3 separate regions of the Mus musculus genome follow, and all the other regions are linked to region 3. A link is a contact called in public promoter capture Hi-C data. All regions are on one chromosome and are shown on one strand. Each heading gives the region's core, a stretch centred on a gene start, on an enhancer-like site or on the middle of the called end of the contact. The rest is flanking DNA. Distances are from core to core; before and after follow the strand shown.

The links. Promoter capture Hi-C pulls out the DNA fragments that hold promoters and counts their contacts.
Region 1: a promoter capture Hi-C map of cranial neural crest shows a contact between it and region 3. The contact joins the enhancer-like site here to the promoter of Zfat in region 3. A contact is called at or near these places in 14 of 39 promoter capture datasets (the 3T3-L1 cell line, the C10 cell line, the HPC-7 cell line and 8 more), 14 of 484 Hi-C or Micro-C datasets (the G1E-ER4 cell line, the STO cell line, bone marrow-derived macrophages and 7 more), 10 of 115 datasets of contacts at active chromatin or transcription factors (T-cell acute lymphoblastic leukemia, bone marrow-derived macrophages, embryonic forebrain and 6 more) and 2 of 9 other capture datasets (embryonic stem cells and macrophages).
Region 2: a contact with region 3 is called in a promoter capture Hi-C map of hippocampal neurons, with 13 times the contacts expected there. The contact joins the promoter of 1700012I11Rik here to the promoter of Zfat in region 3. A contact is called at or near these places in 16 of 39 promoter capture datasets (the 3T3-L1 cell line, 3T3-L1-derived adipocytes, the C10 cell line and 10 more), 1 of 484 Hi-C or Micro-C datasets (embryonic fibroblasts) and 5 of 115 datasets of contacts at active chromatin or transcription factors (the NIH/3T3 cell line, acute myeloid leukemia, embryonic forebrain and 2 more).

What each region holds. Positions count from the first base shown.
Region 1 is chr15:67,109,623-67,113,987 of GRCm38.p6, forward strand. It overlaps St3gal1 (ST3 beta-galactoside alpha-2,3-sialyltransferase 1), which reads right to left. Exons shown (of 9, transcript NM_009177.4): 4 at 3,885-4,365; 5 at 2,809-3,005; 6 at 1,610-1,789; 7 at 1-29. The coding sequence starts at 4,181. Among named protein-coding and RNA genes, the nearest start is that of Gm31400, 58 kb to the right of the region's middle. Within about 2 kb of position 1,484, at least 23 of the 459 cell types and tissues checked have an H3K27ac peak or open chromatin away from gene starts, as enhancers often do. A contact at or near this core is called in the STO cell line and muscle stem cells, where this site is marked.
Region 2 is chr15:67,224,843-67,228,968 of GRCm38.p6, forward strand. 1700012I11Rik (RIKEN cDNA 1700012I11 gene) reads left to right here and starts at 1,927. Exons shown (of 9, transcript NR_045140.1): 1 at 1,927-2,238.
Region 3 is chr15:68,256,897-68,260,999 of GRCm38.p6, forward strand. Zfat (zinc finger and AT hook domain containing) reads right to left here and starts at 1,960. Exons shown (of 16, transcript NM_001145888.1): 1 at 1,772-1,960. The coding sequence starts at 1,790.

The DNA.
Region 1 (4,365 bases), core at 234-2,733, 1.1 Mb before region 3:
TGATCTTCGGGGGCACGGGGACATAGGTGCTGCAGATGGGAAAGAGGAGGTATTTAAGGTATTTAGTGTGGAGAGTGACACAGCCAGTGTGGTATGGGTAGGGAGGCTTAGGCCCCGAGAAGCCATTTTCCTGCCCCAGCATAGCTCCTTCTCCAGCAGAACCATCGGGGTGTGACTCTAGATGGTTTGAGAATGTTCTACGCCAACCATTGGACTGAGCTTGGGAGTCCCTGATTGGAGAAGGGACTGAGGGGGTTTGCAGCCCCATGGAGGGAACAACAGTGTCAACAGGCCAGACCCCCTGGAACTTTCAGGGACTGGACCACAAACCAAAGAATACACATGGAGCGACCCATGGCACTGGCTACATAGGTGGTAGAAGATGGCCTTGTTGGACATCAGTGGGAGGAGAGACCCTCAGACCTGAGAGTATTCGATGCCCCAGTGTAGGAGAATGCCAGGGCAGGAGGATGGGAGTGGGTGGGTGGGGGAACACCCTCATAGAGGTGAGGGGGTGGGTGGGGGGTAGGGGGGTTTCTGAAGTGGAGACCTGGAAAGGGGAAACATTTGAAATGTAAATAAAGAAAATATCCAAGAAAAAAAAAGAGAGAAAGTTCTATGGCTTGATGGGCCAGAATGGAGACTTGCTATGAGCACAGCCTTTCAGAGGCCTAGGAATATTTGACTCCATTCTCCAGAGCCAGAACATCTGTGCTCAGTAGTGGGGCTCAGGCTGATGCTGGGGAACTGACACGGGTGACCTATGGCTGTCTCTAGCTCATGCAAGCAGACATGGGCTGTAGCATCAAGGTTTAAAATGCACTACCACATGGAATCTAACTTGTGCAATTTAGGCTCTCCATGCTGTAGAGTATCAGGGGAGAATCTTGAGCCAGCTGCCTGGCCCAATCTCTTGCTGAGCCCTTCCCTTGCACTCTTTACCCTGGAGGCACGGAGTTCTTGGAACCCGTAGTTCTTGACTCTGGCTCTGCCTCCTGGGAGACCAGGGCTAGGACTAGGAGTTACGTGGACATCTGGAAATGGAAGCCACTCCCCTTTGAGAAAAGTCAGGGACCGAGGAATTAGACCCAGATGGTTGCATGGGCTCTGGGTCAAGTTCACTGTTGGGCAAGTGGTTTGGCCCCTGCTATGGTTGCTCCCTGGAGGCCAGAGCTAATGAGAAGCACTGCTGGGAGGATCAAATGAGAGATGCTAAGTTTCAAATGATAGGCGCCATGCCTGAGGAGCAGATGGCAGCACTTACTGTTGGAGAGCCAATCGTTGACTTAGCCACAAAGTATGCACTCAGCAGCTCCTGCCTGTTCTATGCTGCAAAGGGGGCCCCCAGCACTGAGGAGCAGCAGGGAGCTGCCACATGCTGAGTCCTTTCCTGGGGTTCATCTAAGAGATTCCAGAGAGTTTGAAGGAAGCAAACTATAGCACAAAGTTTGGAGTATGGATGATGCTAGGAGGTGAGGGGACCAGTCAGTTAGGACCTGTCACATATGTACCAGGAGGCACGGGGAAGAGGAACCTTACGGAACAGCCCAGCAGGAGTGATACGTTGTATGAGACAGCTGGACATAGGGCAGACCCTAGAGGAACTCACTGAGTGATGGTGCCTGTGGTGGTGGCGCTGATCACCCACTGCAGGTCGGTGGTCTTGAAGGGGACCAGGACCATGTTGACATTCTCTCCCAGCTCCCGGAAGCTCTCAGGATACACGAGATGGTGGGTGGTCCGGCTCCCAACGTCTGCCTCAAAACCCACTGTGGGTGCCTTGTTCATCCTGGGAGAGGAGAAAAATAGGGTACTCAGTAAGGATGCTGGAGTTGGAGTCACCTGTGTGGTAACTGCAGGTGACTCCCTTCTTCCCTAGGCTTCAGTTTCTCCGTGTGTACAATGGGAACCTTGTAGACATAGGCCAGACAGACCTGGACGAGCTGGTTTGAAATCCCAGCTACTTGGAAGGCTCGGCCTGGAGGATGGTGAGTTCAAGGGCAGCCTGTGGTGTGGGAAGTAACCAGGTCAGAGGAAGAAAGCTTGCCTAGCATGCATAGCCAAATTCCATCCCTAATCCAGCAAAACAGAGGCCAAGGCATTTAGTTATTTATTTATAAAAGCAAGTTGGGTGGGTCTTGCTCTCCGATCATTGACCACCCATGTCGTGGGTAACCTAGTAGGTGTGCCTTTTTCGGTATCCAGATAAGCTGTCTACCAAACGATAGCTTTGAACTCAGGTCTGCCTGACCCTGAGCCTGACTCTGCCTCTCATCATGGCCATCCCCTCAGGATACTAGGTACACTGAGAGCCAGGAAAGGGGCCTATGGACATGAAGTCAAAGACACAGAAATAACATTGTTCTAGATTCTAGAAGATACCTGGGTGGGGGGGGTATACTGAGTCCCACCTCTAATTATGTTCTCTGTCCCAGAACATTCTGAGTATGGATTACAATAAACTCAAGGGAGGTATGGTCCTTTTTCCTGAGATGACAATTCCACTTGAGGACAGAAGAAGCAAAGTGGGCATTAAACGCTTCTGGTTCAGGGTCTAGATTGAAAGCTGAGGGCAGATCTGAGTCACAGAACCAGACTTCAAATTTTGCCATGCAATAGATCTTAGGTACCAAGTCCCCCAGCCCATTGAAAATCTCTAGCAACACCCTCTATTATAGTCCACCTTGGTAAGAAAAGATGAAGAGACTAAGACCCAGAGGGCGGCCAGCCTTGAACCTTGGCCTTTTGAGCTCAGCCAAGGTGTTTCACACACTTCTGAGGAACTGTGGGCTCGGGTCCAGTGTTCACCTCAGCACAAAGTCATGGCTGTCGATCTCAGGCCCATACGAGGAGTCCTTCAGGTTACCGGAGTTTCCTACAACTGCACAGCGTCGGCAGCCCACCAGCCTCTTGTTCAACATAGGATCCACATTGCCAGGCACCAGGCGAAACAGTTCCTTGACGGTGTCGCTCAGGTTGTTGGGTTTCCTCTCCCGCTGGAGCCTCTGGGGGAGAGAACAGAGGGAATGGCCAGTGTGGCTCCACTGCCTCTAGCTGAGCACGCTGGCTCCCTGGTCACCAAACCCAGCTATTAAATGTGAAGACACAGGTGACTGCCACCCCCATCCCAGGACAAGAGATGGGAAGAAAACTCATTTATCCATTCTACAGGTATTCTCTGGGCACCTTTTGTGTGTGAGACCAGGATGTTAGCTCACCTCTGGGCATATAGGAAGGGACTGAGGCCAATCCCTAGACACGGAAGACCACTGTATTTCCTGATTCCCACATTCATACCACCTGCTCAGATCTAGTTCTGCAATTGGTGGCAGGTGAGACTAGCCTGGATTTGGGGGTGCAACCTAGAGCCAAGGCCACACACTCTTCCCATGAGAGGATACCAGAGACACAGGGTCACTTTGGGATGTGGGAGCAGAGACTGGTTGCTACAGTCATGGGTCAAGGGGGTGCCACAAATTTTCATCCACAGCAGTAATAGTAGGAGAGAAGCAAGGGTGTGGGGACTCTTGGCCTCCAGGATGGGGACCTGTGACTACCACTGATGTCTTAAGCCACCAGGTCCATGGTGATTTGTGATGGGAGCCACAGGAGGGAAAACCACTAGGGCTTTTTTTTTTTTTCCGGAGCTGAGGACCAAACCCAGGGCCTTGGGCTTGCTAGGCAAGCACTCTACCACTGAACTAAATCCCCAACCCCCACTAGGGCTTTTCTCTGATGTATCCATAATAGACTTTCGACAAACAGTTGCTGAGTGAAGGGATGGCGAGGGGTGGAGGGGCAGGGATGATACTCTGAATGCTGTCAAATGCTTGGTGGGTCCCCAGGACTCCCCCAATCCCACTCCCAGACCCTATTCTGCTCACCAGCCACCACCGGTATGTGTCCTCCTCCATCAGAGCGTTGTGGACTGTCAGCAGGGGCTGCATAGTCTTGTTGAAGCGCTGGTCGAACCAATATGATACCTTGTCCTGGCTGATGCAGTGTCTGCAGGTGCACGGCTGTGACTTGATGAACCTGCGGAAGTTCTCTGAGAGTTCCAGGAGCATCTGCTTGGGGAACCAGGCACTGGGTACTCCCGTGTTGGAGTAATTCAGGACAAAGGAAGTGAGGAAGATGAAGAGCAGGAAGAAGGTGAGGTACTTGAGGGTCTTCCTCCTCATGTTCACCACCTCCACCCTTTGCTGGGTCCTCTGTGTTGATGGGAGGGTGGAAGAGAGGAGACCCCCCTCCTAGAGCTGAACAGAAATCTCAGAGACACAGGAGCAGGCAGCAGGAAAGGGAGTCCGCAGGGAGATCTCAGAAGCAGCTAGGGCAAACTTCAGCCTGTTGGAGACACGCCTAGGT
Region 2 (4,126 bases), core at 677-3,176, 1.0 Mb before region 3:
GAGATAGAAAGGGATCTTTCCCTGGACTCACATCCCAGACATCATTGGCCTGAAAATGTGCCTGGTCCAGGTGATAGACGTAGGGGATGCACAGATATTTTAGGAAGGTAAGAATTCGTTCTCTCTCACGTCCACTTACTAGTAGTACTAGTAGCAGGGACACAGTGGATGACTGAGTTGTTCAGGTTTTGAGCTAAGCATTAGAAACTTAACAATTAAAAAAAGTAGCTGAGATTTCTATTTTCAAGAAAAATGTACACAGCCAAGAGCAAGAATTCCCAACTATTCTGGTTAGTTTTTGTTTGTTTTTGCTAACTTGACACTTGATACAAGCTAGCATTATCTGGGAAGAGGGACCTCAATTGAGAAAATACATCCATCAAATTGATCTGTAGATAAGTCTGCAGAGTGTTTTCTTGATGAATTATTGATGTGGGAGGAACCAGTCACTAGGGGTGATGTCACCTCTAAATCTAGGTGGTCCTGGGAAGTAAAAGAAAGATGGCTGAGTGTGAGTTGGAGAATCATGGGAGTAAGCAGCACTCGCACATGGTTACTGCTTCAATTTGCCCCACAAGTTCTTGCCTTGGCTTCCCTCAATGATGGCTTGTAAGCTTTAAGATGAAATAAACCCTTTCCTCCTTAAGTTGGTTTTGGTCAATATTTTATCACAGTGACAGAAAGAAAACCAAAGCACTGACCATAGCATTGTTGATATTTTGAGTCATTTCATTCTCTGTTGGCAGAGAGGGGCTGTTTGAGGCGTTATAGGTTTTCAACATTGTCCTTACTCTTTCCTCACAATCAAAACTGCCATCTGGAAAATGACAAATGTCAAGGGGAAGAAATGGCCACCAGTTGAAAAGCTTTTTGATCAGAAGTATTGAAGCAGGTAATTTGGTAATGTGGAGAGAGTTCAGTCAGCCTTCTGCCATCCAGGGTTCCGTGCCCACGAAGCCAATCTGCTGTAGGTTTAAAATTGAAAAAAAAAAAGTCATGTGGTAATCCAGTGGAAGTGGATGTGATTGCATGATCCCCTGAAAATGTCTGGAAGTGTTCTCTAAATGTGTTTTCTCTCGGCCACAAGTCAAATTTGTCCTGCCTAGGTGGTGCTTATTGCTCCTGGAATGAAGAGATGTGGAACAGAGACGTATCTCACTTGCAGTTTGCAATGCATATTATTACCCATCCTTATCTGTGATTCCTCTCTCTATGATTTCAGTTACCCCTGATCAACCATACTTTGAAAACACTAAATAAAAAGATTCAGAAGTAAGAAACTCTTAAGGTTCAAATACATTCTGCTATAAACTACCATGGTAATTATTTTATCATTGGTGATAATTGTTATGCTCAAAGTGGGTTTGATTCATAGACATGGCTTCCTTATAGGTTGGTATGAATATGAAAAACAGTATGTAAGGGCTTTGGGATCTCCTGTAGTTTTGGGCACTGAGTAGGAGACTTGGAAAAGATTGTCTTGGGTGATGGGTTAGCACACAACCAGAAACAAATCTTGGCTTCTATTATCCTTTATGGTTTTTGTGGCCCTCTATTCCTACAGCACAAGCCTATGGTGATGATATACCCTTTGTGGCTATGGCTATGCAAAATGAATGGCATGGATAAAAGGCTCGGGGCAGGAACACCATAACAACATATTTGTAATACACAGTCCAAGGGGACACAGTAGCTGGGAGGAGGGCATGTGGAGAACCTGACCTTGCAGACATGATCATTAGCTTAAGAAACCTAGAAGACTAGCTTCTGTCTGGCAATGTGAGGTGTCACTTATGTGATGCTTGTTGTATGCCAGAAGGCCTTCCAAGTGAGATCACAGGCACCATCGCCTTGGATCTTCCCCCAGGTTCTAGAAGGCACATGCCTATTATTAGCAACACTTGAAAGACCAGGATATGGAGGCTTAAAGCAATTAGTCACATGTAAAGTTCACCTGAAGCAGAGTGGTAATTCCTGTTCATCAGATCTCTTTGATGCCAACATCTTCCCATTCAGTGATAGGGTGGATTGCTGGCTGGGCTACCTGTAGGCCTGCTGATAAAAAGATAGCTTCTGCTGGTGGCTGACTGTGGGTAAGAGTCATTCGAGCAAATTGCTTCCCGGAAGCACTGATTCTCTGCAGTTTGTTCTAGGGAAGACTCCTTCCAGCGAGGCTGGCTGGGCAGGCCACACTTGCAAAGGCGATGCTCTGAAATTAGAGGTGAAAGAGGCACGCATGTAAGTCACGTCTGTTCACAAATTGAATTAATTATACTTGGCTGGGGCACAGGTGGAAGGAATCCAACTGGAGTTTGTTCAAAAAGCAAGAGAGAAAATGATGGAGAAGAAATGAAGGCAGTGTCTTGTCGTACAAAATATTTTTAAAAAACCTCGGCACGGGGGGTGGTGGTGGTGGTGTTCTTCCCACCTTAGACCATTTATGTTCCCAGATAAACACACACACACACACACACACACACACACACACACACACACACACAAAAGCTTTATATTTTAGTATGCCTTATGCAACACAATAGCTGGCAGCTGCCTACCCTCCACGCTGTTAGAATCTACCTTTCTATAGATAATCCTAAACTATTAGTCACTATTTATTATGCTCCATCTGAACTCCTCTAAACTGCAACCAGGCAGCCCTCTGGGACACCTTGGCCCCTAGGTCATGGTGGATCTCCTTTCTCATCTCTCACAGGTTCTTTTCCTAGCCCGTGGTGGCTTCTTGCTTCCCATTACTCTTTCTCACAGTCCCAAGTCCAGGAAACCTCAACCTCACTTACATAACCAACAGCATAGAGGGTAGGCAGTTGCCGAGCTACAGTACTGCATAAGGCATATTTAAAAACAAAACGGCTATGTGACACATCTTTCATTTGGGAACATAAGCTGCCAAAGGCAGGAAGAAACCCCTCAATGGAATTTTTTAGATCTATTTTACTACAGTGTTTAGAACAGGGGATAGGAATATGGCAGGGCTCAGGATGGCTGGAGCCAGAGCCTGGATTCCCTATGGCCTATTCTCAGTGTGTTTCCTGGGTGGGAACAGTTTCTATTTTCACCACTCCAACCTTATGCAGCTGCCGTCACCTCTCAAGTTTCCTGATTTATGTTTCAGCCACCATGGAGCCTCATGGCTCATTTTCATTCTTACATACCAGAGGAAATGACTGATTCAGTGGGCTGGGAATTCAGTTCAGTTAACAGAGTACTGGACTGTCATTAGCCCTGGGCTTGACCCCTAGCATCTCAAAGTAGGGCATGGTCATGCATGCGTGTAATCCCGGCATTTAGGAAGATCGGGAGTTCAAGGTTATCCTTAGCTACAAAGCAAACTCAAGGCTATCCGGGGCTGTATGGAAGCCAGTCTTAATGAGGAAATAATAATTTTATGATGTTTGACTCAAGTGCTGTCTGGGTTTGGTGGTACTGTGCTCAAGACAATTCATATAATGCAGGTTGGTGAGGCAGAGGGGTCTCAACGGACCCCTAAGAGTGGGGCAATCATCTCGTTAGAGGCCTAGAACACATATGCCCTGAAGGATGGCTAGATCTGAGGAAAAATAATAGGGAAAAACGTGGAGAGCACAAAGACACTTTTTTCCCCCAAGAGGGGCCAAGTAAGAATTGTCTGGTGTATGGTTCTATTATATATTTTAAATGTCATGTTCTATGTGGTTGAAAGTATTTCACTCACACTAGAATAAAGTACTGTTGACAGAGACCAGTTCTGATTGCCAAAGGCTTAAAAAATGCCTTATATTATAAAGTGCATATGTGTGTGTGTATAAAATTGACACATAACAAATGCTTGCATCTGTGAGTACAAAGTGAAATTTTATCATATGTGTACCATATGCATACATTCAGGGTTCTAATATATTTATTGCCTGAATTGTTTATCATGTTGATGAGTGTTGTTAACATTTCAGAGTCCTCTCTTGGACCTATTTTGAATTACCCGAGTAAGTGTTGTTCACCATAGTCACTCTATCCTATAGGACATTCTAGAAACCTAGTTGCAGTGGTGGGTTTCGCTGTTGGAAGCTGTAGTGACTTTGCAATAACAGATCTTACTTACTGGAGCTTTGATGTTTCTCCATTGGCTCAT
Region 3 (4,103 bases), core at 710-3,209:
GCAAAGCTGTGAACAGTGAGAGACTGCCTCTGAAGGGAGTACCTGCCCCTGGAAAGTTTGACACGCTGAAAGCTTAACAACCCCAACAGGTGACAAGGGACAAACCATTAGGCTAAATCCCCCTCTATTAAACTGACCCATCTTGATAGAGAGGTTTTCAGGGGCAGCATGCATGAGACATCTATAAAAGAAAATGAGAGGAGGAGAAACAGTGTAATCACCCAACTCTGACTAGGCCTGCTCTGAGCAGCCACTAGATTCTCCTTCAAGACAGCGATAGCTGAGAAGCTGTTGTGTACACTACAAGGTGGGAAAAGAAAGAAGCAGAAACCTTTGCACCCAAAGCAAAAGATACCATGAAAAAGAGACCAACACAGAACAGAGCTGGAACACACACAGAACAGAGCTGGAACTGGGGCAATGACCACCCAGCCTGTTTACCACCCAAAGCCGCCTTTCCAACACCAAAACGGGAAATTTCCCAGAAACGAGCTGACAGAAATACATTTTGTTCAAACTATGAGCCTTCTTCACTTGTCATGGCTGGAAAACAGAAAGATAACCTGTTTGGGGCTTGTTGTGTGTCCCTTTGACCTATAGCCACTCTGTAGCACCAACACTAATTTCACAGATCAAGTGATAGGTTCCAAAGCTAAAGGTGGAGAGTAGTGGAGGTAAGCCCCAGGAACGTGAGTTTTCTGTCCCCTGTATGGATGGACCCAGGCTCCAGCAGGAAACCACAGTGACGTGTACAAATGATCAGCAGCTCCTTCACTCAGTCATTCAATAGAAGGTCACCCCTACTAAGAGCCTGTCTGAATTCCAGGGGACAGTGACAAAGGCCAAGCAAACATATGGTTCACATTGTTTTCCAAGCCAGAAGTCCGATCTCTTTAAAGCTCCACTGTCAGGAATCTGGGCTCTCAACTTTTCTCTTCTTCAGTGAATGACCAACTAAGAACAACCAGGAGACACTGGCAGCGACCCTCGGAAGTCAGGGTCCAAGAGTCTAAATTGGTGTCAATCACAGGCTAGAGGTCACAAGCTTAAGGTTAAGGGGAGTCACCAGGGGTTAAGTGAAAAGTCTACCCTTCCAATGAGACCAGCTAAAGCAGCTTCTGGCTAGACAGTCTGAGGGCTGCCTGGAGGAAGTGGCCTGGAGCCACTTCGTTCAAGCGCACGAGGACAATGCCCTACAGCACTGGGCCAAAGACAGAAGGCAAATGACTACTTGCATGGGACAGGGTCACCCGTGATAAAGCCCATCTCTCTCATTGGCCGCTCCCTCTGAAGGTCACTAGAGAAGGCTGGACTTGAAGCACGTCCTGGCTAAGAACACGGGGTTGATCACTGGGAAGGGGAAGTCATCTACTTTACGAAACTGTTGACTAAGCAAGAAGCCAACTCAAAGCTCACACAAACAGCGGCAGGCAACGGGACTCGAACACCTATGCAGCCAGACGCCCGCGGATGGCCGCTGGCGGGCGCCCTGGCACCGCCCACAGCCCTGGAAACTGCTCCCCAGGCGCGCAGGGCGCTCCCCTCGCTTGCTCTCCACCGCCTCCCTTTTTTTTCTTTCCTGCGGCAGGATCAAGCCAGCTTCCAAACGTGGGCCGCAGAACGCTGCGACGTCGGCGCTCCGCCCGCCCGTGGATCCCTCCGCCGGCCCGAGTCTGCGCGCGGCCTCCCCACTGCACACCACGAGCGGTTTCCCGCGCGGCGCCGCGCCCCACCCCCACCCCGCCGCGCCCCAACCCCCATCCCCGCTCACCTGCCGTCCGCGTCTCCATGGCAACGCCCCCACGGCGGAGGAAAAAAAAAGCCTCGGGCTCTTCCCGGCTCCCTCCCGGGCTGAGCGAGAAAGTCGGACACCCTGAGGAAACTTCGCTCTTTATTTTGATTTTTTTAGGGAAAGAGCCGGAGAGGTTATGGCGAATCTGCGGCATCCAACATGGCGGATGGAGTCTTCGCCCTCCTCTCCCCGGGGATCCGACGCCTACGTAGCGACGTCGGTCGCGGGGAACCGCCCTCGGCACGCAAGGCACAGTGCGCATGCTCGCGGCTACCCTAGGTGCCGGCCTCTCGTCCCGGCGTTCTGCGCGCTGTTTTGGGCCACGCCCGGGGCGGGACGCTGTGATCCTGGGACGTGGGAGTCAGGACCCGGAATGTCCTGAATCCTCTTCCGTGCGGGGACGGCTGCGAGTGGGCAGGCTAGTGCGCCCCTTTGCATACTAGCTTTTCCGGGGCTCAGTTTCCCAAGTTGCCGGTCGGGTTGACTAGGTGTAGTTGGCCCAGGCAGGCTCTCCCAGGGTCCGGGACGAGCCGGGTTGGAAGTGACAGTGCCTCGCACATCTTTTTTTTTTTTTTTTTTTTTTTTTTTTTTGGAAGCTCAGTGACCACCTTTCCGTTTTTTATGTTAGGAGCTTAGAGCCCCCTCCGCACGCTGCAGGAAGCGTCTGTTCCACGTAACTTTGATAGAATATATTTCTACCGACATCGAAGTCCCTTATCCCTACCTATCTTGGTCAGCTTTTTAGCATTCGAAACTGGGAATGAGTTTTAGAGTTGGCCAATTAAGTATATATATAATAATAACAGTCGTACTTGTGCTGGTAAAGCTATCTTTTAGAAAGGTTTTTAAATTAGCCATTGTAAAAAAGTACTCCACACATACAGAAACAAGAGAAAAATGTTAAAAGAAGCAGGACGGAAATGACCGGCGTCTGGGCAGCCCTGGTTTGTTTTTACAGTGCTGGTGAAATGCTGAGTATAGTCCTTCTGTAGTGTTTAGCTTGGAGTGCTCCTCAGACAGCTCTAGGTTCCTCTCTCTTACCCCCACAGGTCGAGGTCATGTGTTTATTACTTCTTCACATTCAGTTGCGCATAACTGTTTGCTACCCCTTTCTGCCATGGACTGAGTTTGCCGAGCGGAGAGAGGGTCCTGTCACAAAGGCCCCTGGGTCTTTTAGTCTTTGCCTACCCATCACAGATTTCATAGTAATGCTACTGAACGACTGAATGAGCTCATTCATTTTGTTCACTTTTTTAAAAACAAAAACCAGAAACGTTGACGTGCCTTTGGGCAGTGAACCTTAAGATGACTGGTCTAATTCTTCATTCTTCTGTTTAGTACATATTTAAAAACATCTTTATTTCAGTGGGCAGGTGAGCAAAGGACAGGTGTTCAGGAAGGTTGTGTAGCTTTTTTGAGATCACATAGACAGTCCATGAAGTGTGTGGCCCCACCTTTCCACAACCCACCAGATGCCGGTAGACACAATGTGAGGAGAATCAGGAAGTTGTTGCTTCACCTCCACTAACTTCTGCCTCAGGGAGGGCTGCGTGGCAGGGGAACAGTAACATCTTTCATTTGAAAATGAACTAACCAGAATGCTGCATTGATGTGATTTCCTTTTTAGAACTCCAAATATTTACACTAATTTTCTGTCAGGACATGTGAGTTGTGCTGGTTGCTGACAATACTGGTTTTGTGCTGGGCTGCCTTTCTTAAAAAGCAGCACTGAAATACTATTGATTGATTAGCAGGTGGGTCGATTGCTCTTGAATGTTGTAGCCAAAATCAGTTTTGGAAATGAAGCTAGTTAACATATATCTCAAAACTCAATGGCTCCCAAACAGTAAAGCCAAATTTTTTTTAAGAAGAAGAAGAAGAAAAAAAAAAAAACTGACTGTAGATGTGGTCTTGAGGGGGTGAGGGGTGGCTGTGATTTTTCTCCACTATTCCTTCCTTAAATCTACTCATTTTTTCAAAAAAGACTTATTGCATATCTTTTCCCAGGCTGGTCCCAAGAAGGAGGAAATTAGTAAGGAAAGGGACGGAAGGCAGTTTTGTGAATGGAGACACCACAGTTGCTTCCTCACCTTCTTGTGTGGCTCACACTTTCAGATGGGGACATGAGTGTGCACTTAGAAGGCAGAGGCTAGCTTTCAGTCTTCTCTATTGTTGTGTACCTCATGTTTTGAGATAGGGCCTCTTGCTGAACCTGAAACTCATTGTCTGACTAGCCTGGCTGGCCAATGAACCCCTAGGATCCTCCTGTCTCGCTCAGCACTAAGATCACAAGCCCACCACACCTAGCGTT